Linked DNA regions of Mus musculus: regions 1 and 3 are each linked to region 2. The links are chromatin contacts, called in public HiChIP or PLAC-seq maps. All regions are on one chromosome and are shown on one strand. Each heading gives the region's core, a stretch centred on a gene start, on an enhancer-like site or on the middle of the called end of the contact. The rest is flanking DNA. Distances are from core to core; before and after follow the strand shown.

The links. HiChIP or PLAC-seq counts read pairs in DNA pulled down with a chosen protein or histone mark.
Region 1: an H3K27ac HiChIP or PLAC-seq map of embryonic stem cells shows a contact between it and region 2, with 8 times the contacts expected there. The contact joins the promoter of Steap2 here to the promoter of Zfp804b in region 2. A contact is called at or near these places in 2 of 39 promoter capture datasets (hippocampal neurons and liver), 3 of 115 datasets of contacts at active chromatin or transcription factors (embryonic stem cells, epiblast stem cells and stem cell-derived neural progenitor cells) and 1 of 9 other capture datasets (embryonic stem cells).
Region 3: a contact with region 2 is called in an H3K4me3 HiChIP or PLAC-seq map of stem cell-derived neural progenitor cells, with 6 times the contacts expected there. The contact joins the promoter of Steap1 here to the promoter of Zfp804b in region 2. A contact is called at or near these places in 6 of 39 promoter capture datasets (the 3T3-L1 cell line, cranial neural crest, frontonasal cranial neural crest and 3 more), 2 of 484 Hi-C or Micro-C datasets (cerebral cortex and cortical neurons), 1 of 115 datasets of contacts at active chromatin or transcription factors (stem cell-derived neural progenitor cells) and 1 of 9 other capture datasets (embryonic stem cells).

Annotation. Positions count from the first base shown.
Region 1 is chr5:5,692,592-5,696,689 of GRCm38.p6, reverse strand. Steap2 (six transmembrane epithelial antigen of prostate 2) reads left to right here and starts at 2,601. Exons shown (of 6, transcript NM_001103156.2): 1 at 2,601-2,732. The region is part of intron 1 of Gm40262 (a long non-coding RNA gene); the gene reads right to left.
Region 2 is chr5:7,342,715-7,346,660 of GRCm38.p6, reverse strand. It overlaps Zfp804b (zinc finger protein 804B), which reads left to right and starts at 2,283. Exons shown (of 4, transcript NM_001163223.1): 1 at 2,283-2,390. The coding sequence starts at 2,283.
Region 3 is chr5:5,746,661-5,750,603 of GRCm38.p6, reverse strand. Steap1 (six transmembrane epithelial antigen of the prostate 1) reads left to right here and starts at 1,287. Exons shown (of 5, transcript NM_027399.3): 1 at 1,287-1,357. It overlaps Gm46900 (atherin-like), which reads right to left. Exons shown (of 2, transcript XM_017321192.2): 2 at 414-2,153. The coding sequence starts at 1,673. The coding sequence ends at 990.

The DNA.
Region 1 (4,098 bases), core at 1,352-3,851, 1.7 Mb after region 2:
TTATCTTGAAATATATAAATATGCTTTCAAAAGTAAAAAGTAGGTAGGTTACTCAGTTTTATGTTTACTGAATTGTTTAATTTCACAAAAACAGAATTTCATACAAAAGTCATTCTATCAATATACACTGTTCACAAAGACTCTTTACTCTCAAAAAATCATCTTTGATCATCAGCAGTGTGGGCTAAGTGAATGTCTTTAGTGTAGATAGTCATAGAGCCTTGAGACATTAATGTACACAATGGCTCTCTAGAGTGAGGATACTGCCTATGATTTACCCAAAGTCTACTACATGTAACAGGCCTTGTGCACATTTTATTTGCACCTATTTAATAAAATGTCTTCACCCACAGTGATGGTTTGTAAATGCTTGGCCTAGGGAGTGGCTCTATCAGGGAGGTGTGGCCTTGTTGGAGTAGGTGTGTCACTGTGGGCATGGGCTTAAGACCCTCATCCTAGCTGCCTAGAAGTTCGTGTTCTGTCAGAAGCCTTCAGATGAAGATGTAGAACTCTCAGCTCCTCCTGCACCATGCCTGCCTAGATGCTCCCCTGCTCCCACCTTGATGATAATGGACTGAACCGCTGAACCTGAGAGCCAGCCCCAATTAAATGCTGTCCTTTATAAGTCTTGCCTTAGTCATGGTGTCTGTTCACAGCAGTAAAACCCTAACTAAGACACCCATCAAACAATAAATTTTGAAAGACTTGTAGTCACTCTGTGTCCTGCTTTGTTCAAGAGTGCCTGACACCCAGGACACAAAGCTCTTGGTGAATGAGAGCCAGAGAGCTCCAGGTGCTTAAAGTTCCTTTAGGCGCTATCATCTCAAAGTTATCCACTTGTATAATAACTTCAAAGGAGAAATTATGTTAACACCTCTAGGCCACTAGAGATTTATTTAATGAATTATTGCTGTGCTTCAGTGGAATAAATTACTTCAGGGAACTGAGGACACTTCTCAGAGAGTGCTTCATGACCTGGAAAAAAGGCTTGCGAAATCAACTTTATATACTTTGAAACTGTAACTGGAAATCACTGGTAAAGATGGCCACCGGTTCATGAACTGGACCGGGAGCCATCTTTGGAGCACTTTGGGCCAGCCTGGCATTTTCCACCCATGGAGGATGTTTGCTTATTTTAACAGTTCAAGTATGAAAAGCAGATACTCCTTCTGGAAATTGTTGACTCATTCATTCTTTTGGGAGGCAAATGGTTTCGCATACTATTTTTTTTTTTAAATAAACAGAGTCCATGTCTCAACAGCTTTTAAAGATATTTTAAATGTACAACTTACCTGTTTTCTGTAATAACTTATGGCTTTGTACAACTGAGAATAAAAACGTGATAACCTTTGCTAGACCTTATGTAATGCTTTTGTTTATGTGATTGGAAAGCTACATCTTCTCACCAAATGCTAAGGACACAGCAGTTTCCTCCACTGGTCCTCCAAAAGTGTTAGAAATACCCTGCTGTTTTCACTATTTGACAGTAGTTGAAGTGAAACAATAAACACTGATATAAAATGTAAGGATTTTTTTTCTCCCCGTTACCAAAATGGAAAGTATTTCCCAGTTGTCAGTCTTTCCCCCTAATACATCACTAACAGCGGAGTTTGTGCCTAAACTTTAAACCTCAGCTGTATGTATTTGGGGGTGGGGAAGAGATGCTTTTCACAAGGATCAAACAAAGAATGTTTCCCAGGTTGAACTTGCAGAGGTTAATCTGTGTATGCCTTTCAAAGGGGAAAGTGCAGTGCCCTGAGGATCGATCTAAGACCCTCTTCTGCTTTTGTTCTGATTTGTCTAGTTAATAAACCACCAAGAAAGATAATTTTTAAACCTAATTTGCTGAAATGAGAATTTACTAACGTCTGAGGGTGGGGGAAGTAAATTTGACAATTTTCGACAAATTGGTTTTATATTAAAAAAAAATCTCCACTGACACTTTTGACTAAAAAGGTAAATAAAAGATCCCCATCTACTTGTTAATCCAAAATCGGGGGGGGGGGGGATTAGAGAAAGCAAGGTGCCCTTACACAGCTCAGCGAACCCTGGATGCTCCAAGGCCACTGCAGCTCTCCGCAGGCACGCTGGTCTCCTGACTCGGCTTCACCTTCCAGTCCGCACAGAGCTCGGGGGCACCGGCGACAGGGAAGGTCAGAGTCCACAGACTAACCCCTACAGCCCACGGCTGAGAAGGGCCTCCAGTCCCAGGGAGTTTTAAAATGCGGTTCGTGGAAGGGCATTTCTGATCATTCCCTTTCAAGGACATGATGCAGCCGAAAGGGAGAAAAAAAGCGCACTTTCTTCGAGGTTTGTGTGGAACAGAGTAGGGAGAAGGGGGGTGGACAGGGAGGAGGGCACTAATCAAAGCCAAGTCCGGGGCGGCGTGGCGAGCGTCTCGGAGGTAGTGGAGTGTAAACGCGGGCGGGATCCACGTAGGGCTGCTCCCACGGGGGGTCTCCGCAAGATCGCGCGCAGGCGTGGGGACCGCGGCCGGGTGGGTCCCCACGCACTCTGCCCCGACCGACCCGCGCCCCCCTGCGCGTCACCGCCAGCCCTGCCTCCGCGCGCCTCCTCCTGCTCCACCTCCCCGGCGCGGCGCGGTCCGGCTCGGGGGCAGGAGGAGCTTGGGCGGGAGGAGCACTCCGTAGGCCCGGGAGCTCGGCGGGCCCTCGGCGCGGGGGAGCCACGGCGCTGCGCTGCGAGCGTGGCTCGGAGAAGAGGGCGTGGAGGTGAGCCGGGTGGCCAGAGCGCCGAGGTGGCCGATCCGGGGTCGCCGAGCAGCGGGTGCTGTGCGGGAGCCGCATCTTTCCTCCCGGATTCCGGGGGGGGCTTGGAGCTGGCCAGGGGGCGAGTGGGAGGGGTGCTGGAGGGCGTCCGTCGCACGCATTCCGCCCCCTTATCCCCGTCGGTCTTCCCAGAGCTCTGGGAAGTCCTCGGGTCCGGGCCCAACAGAAAGGAGGCCAGGAGAGACCTTGTCCCAGGTCGGATGTGCCCGAAAGGGAAAGGACCCGCAGGTTACTTTTGCCAGCCACTTTGGATTGATGCGGCACTTTTCACTGTCGTACAGCACTGCTTGCCAAACAGGTAAATAATGCCTGCAGTGGCTTTGCTTATAAACCCGGTCATGTAATCCGGGTGTGCTCAGGCCATTTTGCGTTTAGAAGTAATTGGTCTGGTCTTTCAGTGTCCTTAATTACCTCTGCGTCCCGTGTTCAGCCTCAGCTGAAACTTGTTGAAAATTATGCCCTAAAAATCTTGTTCTGAAAATAACATAGGGAGATAAAGAGATTTTATTTTTCCTGTGGTCGGGGAGAATTCCATTTATTATCTTCACTATCCTGTGAAGCAGGATTGGTGTCAGTGTTTACTCTTCAGGCAGATTGTTTGTTTGTTTGTTTGTTTTTAAGTAGAAAAACTTATTCTGACCCACATTTAATTATCGCCCATCACTGTAGGTGAAATAAAATTCAGACTCCTGCCCCCACTTCAACCCTCAGTACTTGATTACCTAAAGCCCCAGTTAACCACCCCACTGCTTGCAACCTTCTTCTCTCTAGTCTACCCTACCACCACCCTTTTAATAGTTTTTTTAATTACTTATTTACTGAGTTGATGTTTTCTTTGACACTGTACTCACCCCCCCCCCTCCATCCCCCGCATCCTCAAGATAACCTATTTGGAAACGTAAGATAGGAAAACCAGAGTGTTTAGCTGCACCGGGGCAGCTATCAGGCTGCCTGGAGATGCTCCTGAGATGGTGGCATTCACTGCGGTTTCTGCCTCTCAGCTAGTCTGGGCGGGGTGGGCTGGCTGGGGCTGGGGCTGGGGGGCAGTTTCAGCAGTGATAAGTTAGCTAATTGTGAAAGATGGGAATGAGGAGCTTCATGAAATCACTCTTATTGTACTGGTACTATGGAAAATGCTCTTCTATTGAATGAGCATAATTGTACTTTAGCACTGGAACAGAGCACAGATAAAGGCAGAATTTTAAAATGATTACACATGATACAGAAAAAAGAGAAGGGTAAAGATGCAACGAAAGCTCAAAAGGCTAGGCCTGTGAGAAAAGAGGCAGGCAGAATATCTGGAGGTGCA
Region 2 (3,946 bases), core at 1,034-3,533:
ATGTGATCAAAAATGGTGACGTTTATCTTTGTAATTCATTCCATGTTACCTGCACCTAGGTCCCCAAGGCTGTTTGCTAATTTCTGTTTCTCAAGAGCAAACAAAGCCATACTACTTCCTTTTAAAATTCCAGGTAAGGCCTAAAGCGTTGTACCTGTTTCTATATTTTCAGTATTTAAAAATATATTTTTGTATGACAAGTATGGGTTCATAAAACATTTTACACTTCTAAGTTGAACAAGTACTATGGTGTTAAAATGTCATTGGGAAAAGGGGATGAATGCTTTGAGTTCATTTTTGATGTTCAAAGTTGTTTTTATCAAGATAGTTAAAAGCTAACTACACTCTTCCTAGAAAGTGTACAGTGGACTAAGTTTCAGTCATCTTTAGTTCAAGGCTTAAAAGGAAATAGATTTCCCTCACATTTAAATTTTTTTCTAAAGGTTTAAAAATAAGTCATACATTTAAGGTTTTTTTTTTAAAATAATATTTCTGATAGTAAGCTATGTAATGATATAGATAAATTCGGTCTTTAATTAGGAAGCTACAAAAGTTAAAATAGAACTTTCCTTCCCTAATTTTAAGAACTGTCTTAATTGAAAAAATGTAAATACTGTTTTATTTTTATGTTTCTGTATATATGTTTTATATATTTCATGAGTAGGGGGTTCTAATTGTCAACCTGAGTGGGGTATTTACTCAATGTAAGAGAGGAAAGACCTCTAGGAGAAAGCCTAGATAGAACCAGGAGCTACAGAGGTGTTTCAAGGAACTCAGTGCAGAATGTGAAAAACTGTAGGAAGAGACCCTCTCATGCTTCCACACGTTGATCTTAGACTGAGAGTTGGATAGAGAGGGACTGCACAGAAGGCATTTACTGTCTGCCTTCCCCCCAAAGGCTCTCTCTCTCTCTCTCTCTCTCTCTCTCTCTCTCTCTCTCTCCCTCTCCCCCTCTTTCCTCCCCCCTCACACACACACACACACACACACACACACACACACACACACACACACACACTCACACACACACACACACACACACACACACACACACATGTTTTATTTTCAGTCCATTTTGTTCCCTTATGGCTAAATTTACACTTAACCAAAGACCCCCAAGAACAAGGTTGTTAGGGACTGGGAAAACAAAGACCTCTACCGACCAAACAATTGCGTCTTAACTGGTAGAATAAGTGAGCCTTTGTAGCTAGATGTGTGCATATATGTGCACATAAACCTATGCATTGATGTATCTAGCTTCCATAAGTAAGTTTGACAGCTAAAAGTTCCTTTCTCCGCTGCGAACTGACCACCACAGTGCATTTAATGGGCTCTGTTTTCAGCTGAACCTTTCGCCCCTACAGGAGACTGGGAAGCTTTTTTTTCCCGGCCATTGACGCCTTGATGCAGGGGGCCCTAGAGGTGAGCAGGCAGAAAATGACTAAAGGAAACGCTCTCTTCCAGATCCCTCCACAGTCTTTCCTACTCTTCTTGGGTTCCCGCCCCCTAAACCCCTTAGAAAGTTGGCTCAGAAGCGGGGCAGAAGGGTCGAGAGATTGGTGCTGGTGGTTTCAGGAGGAGGAGCAGTGAGACCCGTGTGGCAGCTGTCATCTCTCCTTGCTACTCCGGGAACCTAGACCCTACAGAGTCCACAGCTCCAAGCTGAGCGCTCACAGTCTCCGCGCCTCGCTGTAGTCACCACATCTCCAACTCCTTGCGCTCGCCCTCTCTCGGACACTGCAGAGGGGGCAGCTCTTGGACCCACGGAGGAACGCCACGCTCCCTGTACAGACTGCGTCGGCTGCATCCCGGGTTCCGCAGCTTACAGCTCAGCCTGGGGACTCGGCGGCTGGAAAATGCCAACTTGCACCTGAATGTCCCCACCCCATTCCGCCTGCACCCAGCAACGGCAGGGGGCGGGGTAAAGGGGGCGGAGGACTCCGATTCCCTGGTGGACTCAGGAAGTTGTCCTTTAAAAAACACATCTTCAGCCCGCCTTTGAGCGCCGCCTCGTCAGAACAGTATGTGGACTGGTTCGCCAGGTCCCCTAAGTGTTCTGGGCTGCTGCCGCCGCCGCCTCAGTCCAAGCAGCCGCTGTGGGCAGCGAGAGCCACGCGCAGGTCGAGGTGCGGGGGCGCGCGGGCACTCTGTTCCCAGCTTGCTGCTGGCCTCTTCTTCTCTGGAGGTGGCAGTCACTGTTGCTGCGGAGGAGCCAGCCTGCATCTCCCTGCCTGTTGGTCGCTCAGTAAGGAGTTGAGACTACACCTCCAGCGGGGACCCACATGGCTTGTTACCTGGTCATCAGTTCGAGACATCTCAGCAATGGGCACTACCGGGGCATTAAGGGAGTCTTCAGAGGGCCCCTCTGCAAGAATGGATCTCCGTCTCCGGTAATGTGCACACAGACGCACACACCCATCCGTACACGTTCAAAACCGAATGCAAACAAAAAGAGACATTAGGAGATACTGTCCTGACTGATAGAGCAGGTTTGTCTCCTAGGGAGTAAGCGCTCTGTCAGCAGACACACTTTGCAGACAATTATAGCGAGGGGTGTGTGTTTGCGAGTTTCTTGTCGTCCCAGTCATTTGATCTGTAGTGGTATGTATGCAAATGTTCACTGAGCACAGTTAACTGCAGGGAGAAGGTAGATCTTCCCTCAGAGTGCACTAGGAATCTGAGGATTTGGGTAGTGAAGAAAGTTTGAGTGACACTCTATAATGTGTTTTGTGAAGTCATACTTTCAGATTAGTTTAATAATTTTACAGCTGCTTTATAAGAAAATAAACTCTTCAAGGGGTTTGTTTGTCTTGGAGAAATGAAAAGGGGTGGTTTCTCAGAGTTCTAAAATCTAAGACTCAAATTCTTTAGAAGAAAGTGAATGAGGTTTTTTTGTTTTGTTTTTTTTTTTGTTTGTTTGTTTTTGGTTTTTTTTTTTTTTTGTGGAAAATCAAATCAGATTGTTTGCTGTATTTCAGAACATTAAGTTAACCTGCAATTTCAGTTGTTTCATTTTGCTTAGTAAACTGTTCAAATTCTGTCATCCAAAATCAAAGGCTTTACTATATCAATTAATTATATCAATTTACTATATCAATCAATAACAGGTGCTATAAACTAACGTTTTAAGGGCTCAAATGAGTTTAAAGAAAAATGTACGTATATATGTGTGCATGCATGCACATATACATAGTTTGAGTATTTTTACATGTATGATCAGTTTTAGACCACAGTAAGTGACCAAGTATCCAAACTCAATGAACAAGTTTCTAATCTGGTTTTGAGAGTATTTTTATTCTGTATGACGTAGAGAGGAAGAATTTAACTTACTCGAGTATTTTCTACCTCATACTTTTCATTACAGCTGAATACTTCATTAGTGTGAACTATTTACAACTGCTATATATTATAAATACCACTGGTTAAACAGCATCTGTGATTTGCATGTGGAATCTGGAATCGGGAGGTTACGTGTACTCACATACATTACTAAGATTCCCAATGACAGACTCTCTGCTCATGTTTTAAAATGTGTGTTGTTGTAACACCCCAAACTAAATGAGAAGAAGCCAGAAGTGTTACTGGGAAAACACTGTTTGCATTAACAGTTACAATTAAACTCACAGGGCTAGAAAGGGACTTGGCAGTTACAGCTGACTGAAAAATATAGCCCACAGTCAGCCTAAGCAGTGGGTCTGAATCTTGCCTGCTTTAAAGATTTTAAGGATTGGGGTTCCTGCAGCCTCAGCAAACTATTACAGTGTTCAACAACTCACTGTGTCAGGAGCATTTTCCTCAGGGCAAACCTCTCCTCCCTCTTCTTCCTTAGGCACATGTTGTCTTGTAAACCTAGGATGCTCCAATTTTCTTAAGGGCATTCTTTCTTAGTGTGTTGATAATCCCTGTGACTGACTCCATAACCTTCCTGAGTTGGATTACTGTGTTC
Region 3 (3,943 bases), core at 38-2,537, 1.6 Mb after region 2:
TACAGTTGGAACCTGCAGAGCTCCATTGTGGGAGGAGGGCAATCTCTGGACTTGGAGCTACAATACAGGTTTATTTTGAAATCCTCCCAACCCTTGCTTCTTGGGACTGCCACACCTAGTTATCATCTGACCTCCACGTGCATGCAGTAACATTCATCCACATACCTACAATAAATAAATAAACAAACAAACAAACGTGATGAAGGTATTTGAGTGCAGTTTGGGTGTACAGACTTATTTATAGGACCTAATTTATTTACCCTTCTGGTGTATCAACTTTATTCTTAAGATACACGCCAGAAAATGGGAAACTGAAGAACAACTGCGTGCTGGGAACAGAACCCCTGTGGTTGTGAGTCTTAGCCCACTAACTAGAAGTTTCCCTAACCCTCGGTCTAATGATTTTCTTCCTTGGAAATAAAAGCTGCAAGCGTCTATTTTGCCACAAGGTGTCAGGCCGGGGTAATTTAATCTTCAAAGGCCTTTTACACTATCTGATGGGAGTCAGTGAACCCAAACATTATCCACGGAGCACTAAGACACGCAGGACAGTGGAGTTCAGATCATCCCTTTAATTCCAGCACTCGGGAGGCAGAAGTAGGCTGATCTCAGAAAAAGAGGAGTTTGTGACCCAGGGTCACATTAAAAACAACACTCAGGTTGGAGACGCAGCTCCACCTTGGTCGTTAGTGTCTAGAGTCTGAGTTGAATCTGCAAAACTCTGTGGTGAACGGAGGGTGGTCCCTAGCGTCAGAGCTACGGGTTATTTTTAAATCCTCTCAACCCTGTGCTTCTTGTGACCACCACACCGAGGTATCATCTGACCTCCACGTGTGTATCATAATATTCATTCACATAGCTACAATAAACAAATAAACCCGGTGTAAAAGTCACTCACAAACTCAGATTCATCCTCTGACTGTCCTAACAGCTAGTCGTCTGAGAAACTGCTCTGTTGGAAGAGCGCTCCACCGCGGACGGCGTAATCGCTACAGAGCAGTTGGTCTCCAAGTGTGGGATCCAGGATCACTACAGCGTCGCCCGGCAACAGGCGAAATGCACAACTGCAGATTTCGACCAGGTCCCAGTCGGTTTCCAGTGAGCCCTGCTGGTGACCCTGGGTCCCCCTTGCACAGCCAAGGATTCGCCCCCGGCGACGCCCCTCCCACGGCGGCCGCAGCGAAGCCCCTGGGTGTGAGCAGGAGCTGGTCTCCGGCAGGGGGCGCTGTGCGCGCGGCGGCCGAGGGGCGGGGTCTGCGGAGCGGGCTGTGCTGGGCAGCGAGATTCGGGCTCCGCGTGGGACTGGGAGTCCGTCCGGGCAGCGAGCGCCTCGCCGTCGGGTCCCACGGAGAAGCCGGTGAGTCCCGAGTCTCGTTCGCAGGCCGCTTGCTCCCCGCCTCCGCGGGCCTTGGGAATCTGCTGCGGGCCGGGGAAGGGGTGAGGCGGGTCTCAGGGGCGGGCGGTGGTGCTCCGGGCAGCGGGGCGCCCCTTCGGCCCCTCGCGGATCTCGGCGAGCCCCGCGGGGAGCAGGTCTCCGCGGTCCCGGCTCTGGAGCTTAGGTCAACTTTGCAGTCAGGTTGGGTTCCCCCGGTAAGTTTGCCAACTTGGCAGTTTCCGCAAGTTTGCCTCGCTGGATGAATGACTCGTCCTGCTGTTTGAGCTGGTTTCTTCATGGAATTTTTTTTTTTTTTTTTTCATTTTAAGTCTTTGGAACACCGGTCCTACTCTTTCGGGATCTGAGTAGGATTCGGGTTTAAAATAGTCAGAGCTTTTAAATAAGGCACTCTGGTGAAAGCAACTAACAGACGTTTGTAGTCCAAGAATTTAAGTCCACTTCAAATTTAGTTATGCTGTTCCGTTGAGGTGGGGGATACATCCACATCTCGATATAAAATCAAGGGAATGTATTTAATATTAATGTTAAGCACTTGGGGAAGCAATGCTTTAAGAAACAGCCCGCTGTAGAACACCTTCCCCTCTTCCAATAATTAACTGTGGCAAAGCAAAAAAATACATTTGAAAGACTCGTGGGACATGCACTGCAACCCACAATGTATTCCAGTCACTGGGTTTCTTGGATTCTAAACTCCTTCCCATAAACATGAGTCTGTTGGGCTGTGTCAATATTTAGCAGGAACAACAAGCCAGCCAACCTAATCCAGGAAAACAGAAATCACTATTTAATGGGGAAGAAAGCTGGAGAATGTTGGTTCAAATCCTGGAGTTCTTGACATCTCTGCACTATGCTGTTTCCTGCTGAGTTTGCTGGACAGCCTGATGAAACCTCTCCTGTAGAAGTGTAATTATAGGTGTAGCTAAGGTCTGGTGGAAGAAGGCATGATTTATTTAGCTGATAGTTTGTTTTCCTGGTTTCTGGGCATACAGTCAACAATCACCTTTACGGGCATTGGCTCTTTTCCTTAGCGATGCTCCTCAGAGTGGTACCATGCAAACAAATGGCTAGGCATCTCCTCTGGGCCACTCTGTCCTTCCACCCAGAATCTCTCAGCAGTGGCTGTCTGTCATGTCAGCAAGCACCAACAACTCACTGCAGGTCACAGGACTGGGTAAAGAAAGGGGCTCTCATCCGTTTTCTCCACTTCCTTTCCAGAGCCACCATCTGTCTATACACTATTATCCTTTAAGATGTATGGCATTACCACACAGGTCTTAATGGAGCGTTTCCCTGTCCTAAACTTTCTTTGAGAACAGACTTATCATTTAACTTTGTATTTCCCGTGTCTGCCATCATTGTTCAGTGTGATTAATGAATTAACAGTGAACAGCTATAGATTTATGCTTCACTATCTTAAACATTGTGAATCACAAAACTTAAAATACACTCTAAACGTAGCAAACTGTTTCTTATACTTGTTACTACAGTGCATGCTACCCTATTCCTAGATACCCAACACCAACCTACTCACTTTATAGTACTGGTTAAGGTCAGAAAATGGCATGGGTAATACATTTTGAAGACAGACTGTTAGCCCCTCAAGGGCAGCCTTGAAATCTCCTTCTCTTTTTCCTCTTTGATATTGGCCTTGTAAGAACTTGTTGAATGACCTAGACTTTACCCAGAATTCTTTCAAATGGAAATGGTCAACACACACCTCAAACTCAAAAAAAAACAAACAAACAAACAAACAAAAAGGCATGAACTACTGCCAGCAAGATTTGTCACTGTCCTTCTTCATTTTTTTTAAATTTTTTTATTGGGCATTTTCCTCATTTACATTTCCAATGCTATCCCAAAAGTCCTCCATACCCTCCCCCCCACCCCCCTACCCACCTACTCCCACTTCTTGGCCCTGGTATTCCCCTGTACTGAGGCAGATAAAGTTTGCACAACCAATGGGCCTTTCTTTCCACTGGTGGCTGACTAGGCCATCTTCTGATACATATGCAGCTAGAGACACGAGCTCCAGGGGGTACTGGTTAGTTCATATTGTTGTTCCACCTATAGGGTTGCAGATCCCTTTAGTTCCTTGGTTACTTTCTCTAGCTCCTCCATTGGGGGCCCTGTGATCCATCCAATAGCTGACTGTGAGCATCCACTTCTGTGTTTGCTAGGCCCTGGCATAATCTCACAAGAGACAGCTATATCAGACTCCTTTCAGCAAAATCTTGCTAGTGTATGCAATGGTGTCAGCGTTTGGCAGCTGATTATGGAATGGATCCGCAGATTTGATAGTCTCTAGATGGTCCATCCTTTTGTCTCAGCTCCAAACTTTGTCTCTGTAACTCCTTCCATGGGTGTTTTGTTCCCAGTTCTAAGAAGGGGCAAAGTGTCCACACTTTGGTCTTCGTTCTTCTTGAGTTTCATGTACTTTGTATCTTGTATCTTGGGTATTCTAAGTTTCTGGGCTAATATCCACTGATCAGTGAGTACATATCATGTGAGTTCTCTTGTCATTGGGTTACCTCACTCAGGATGATGCCC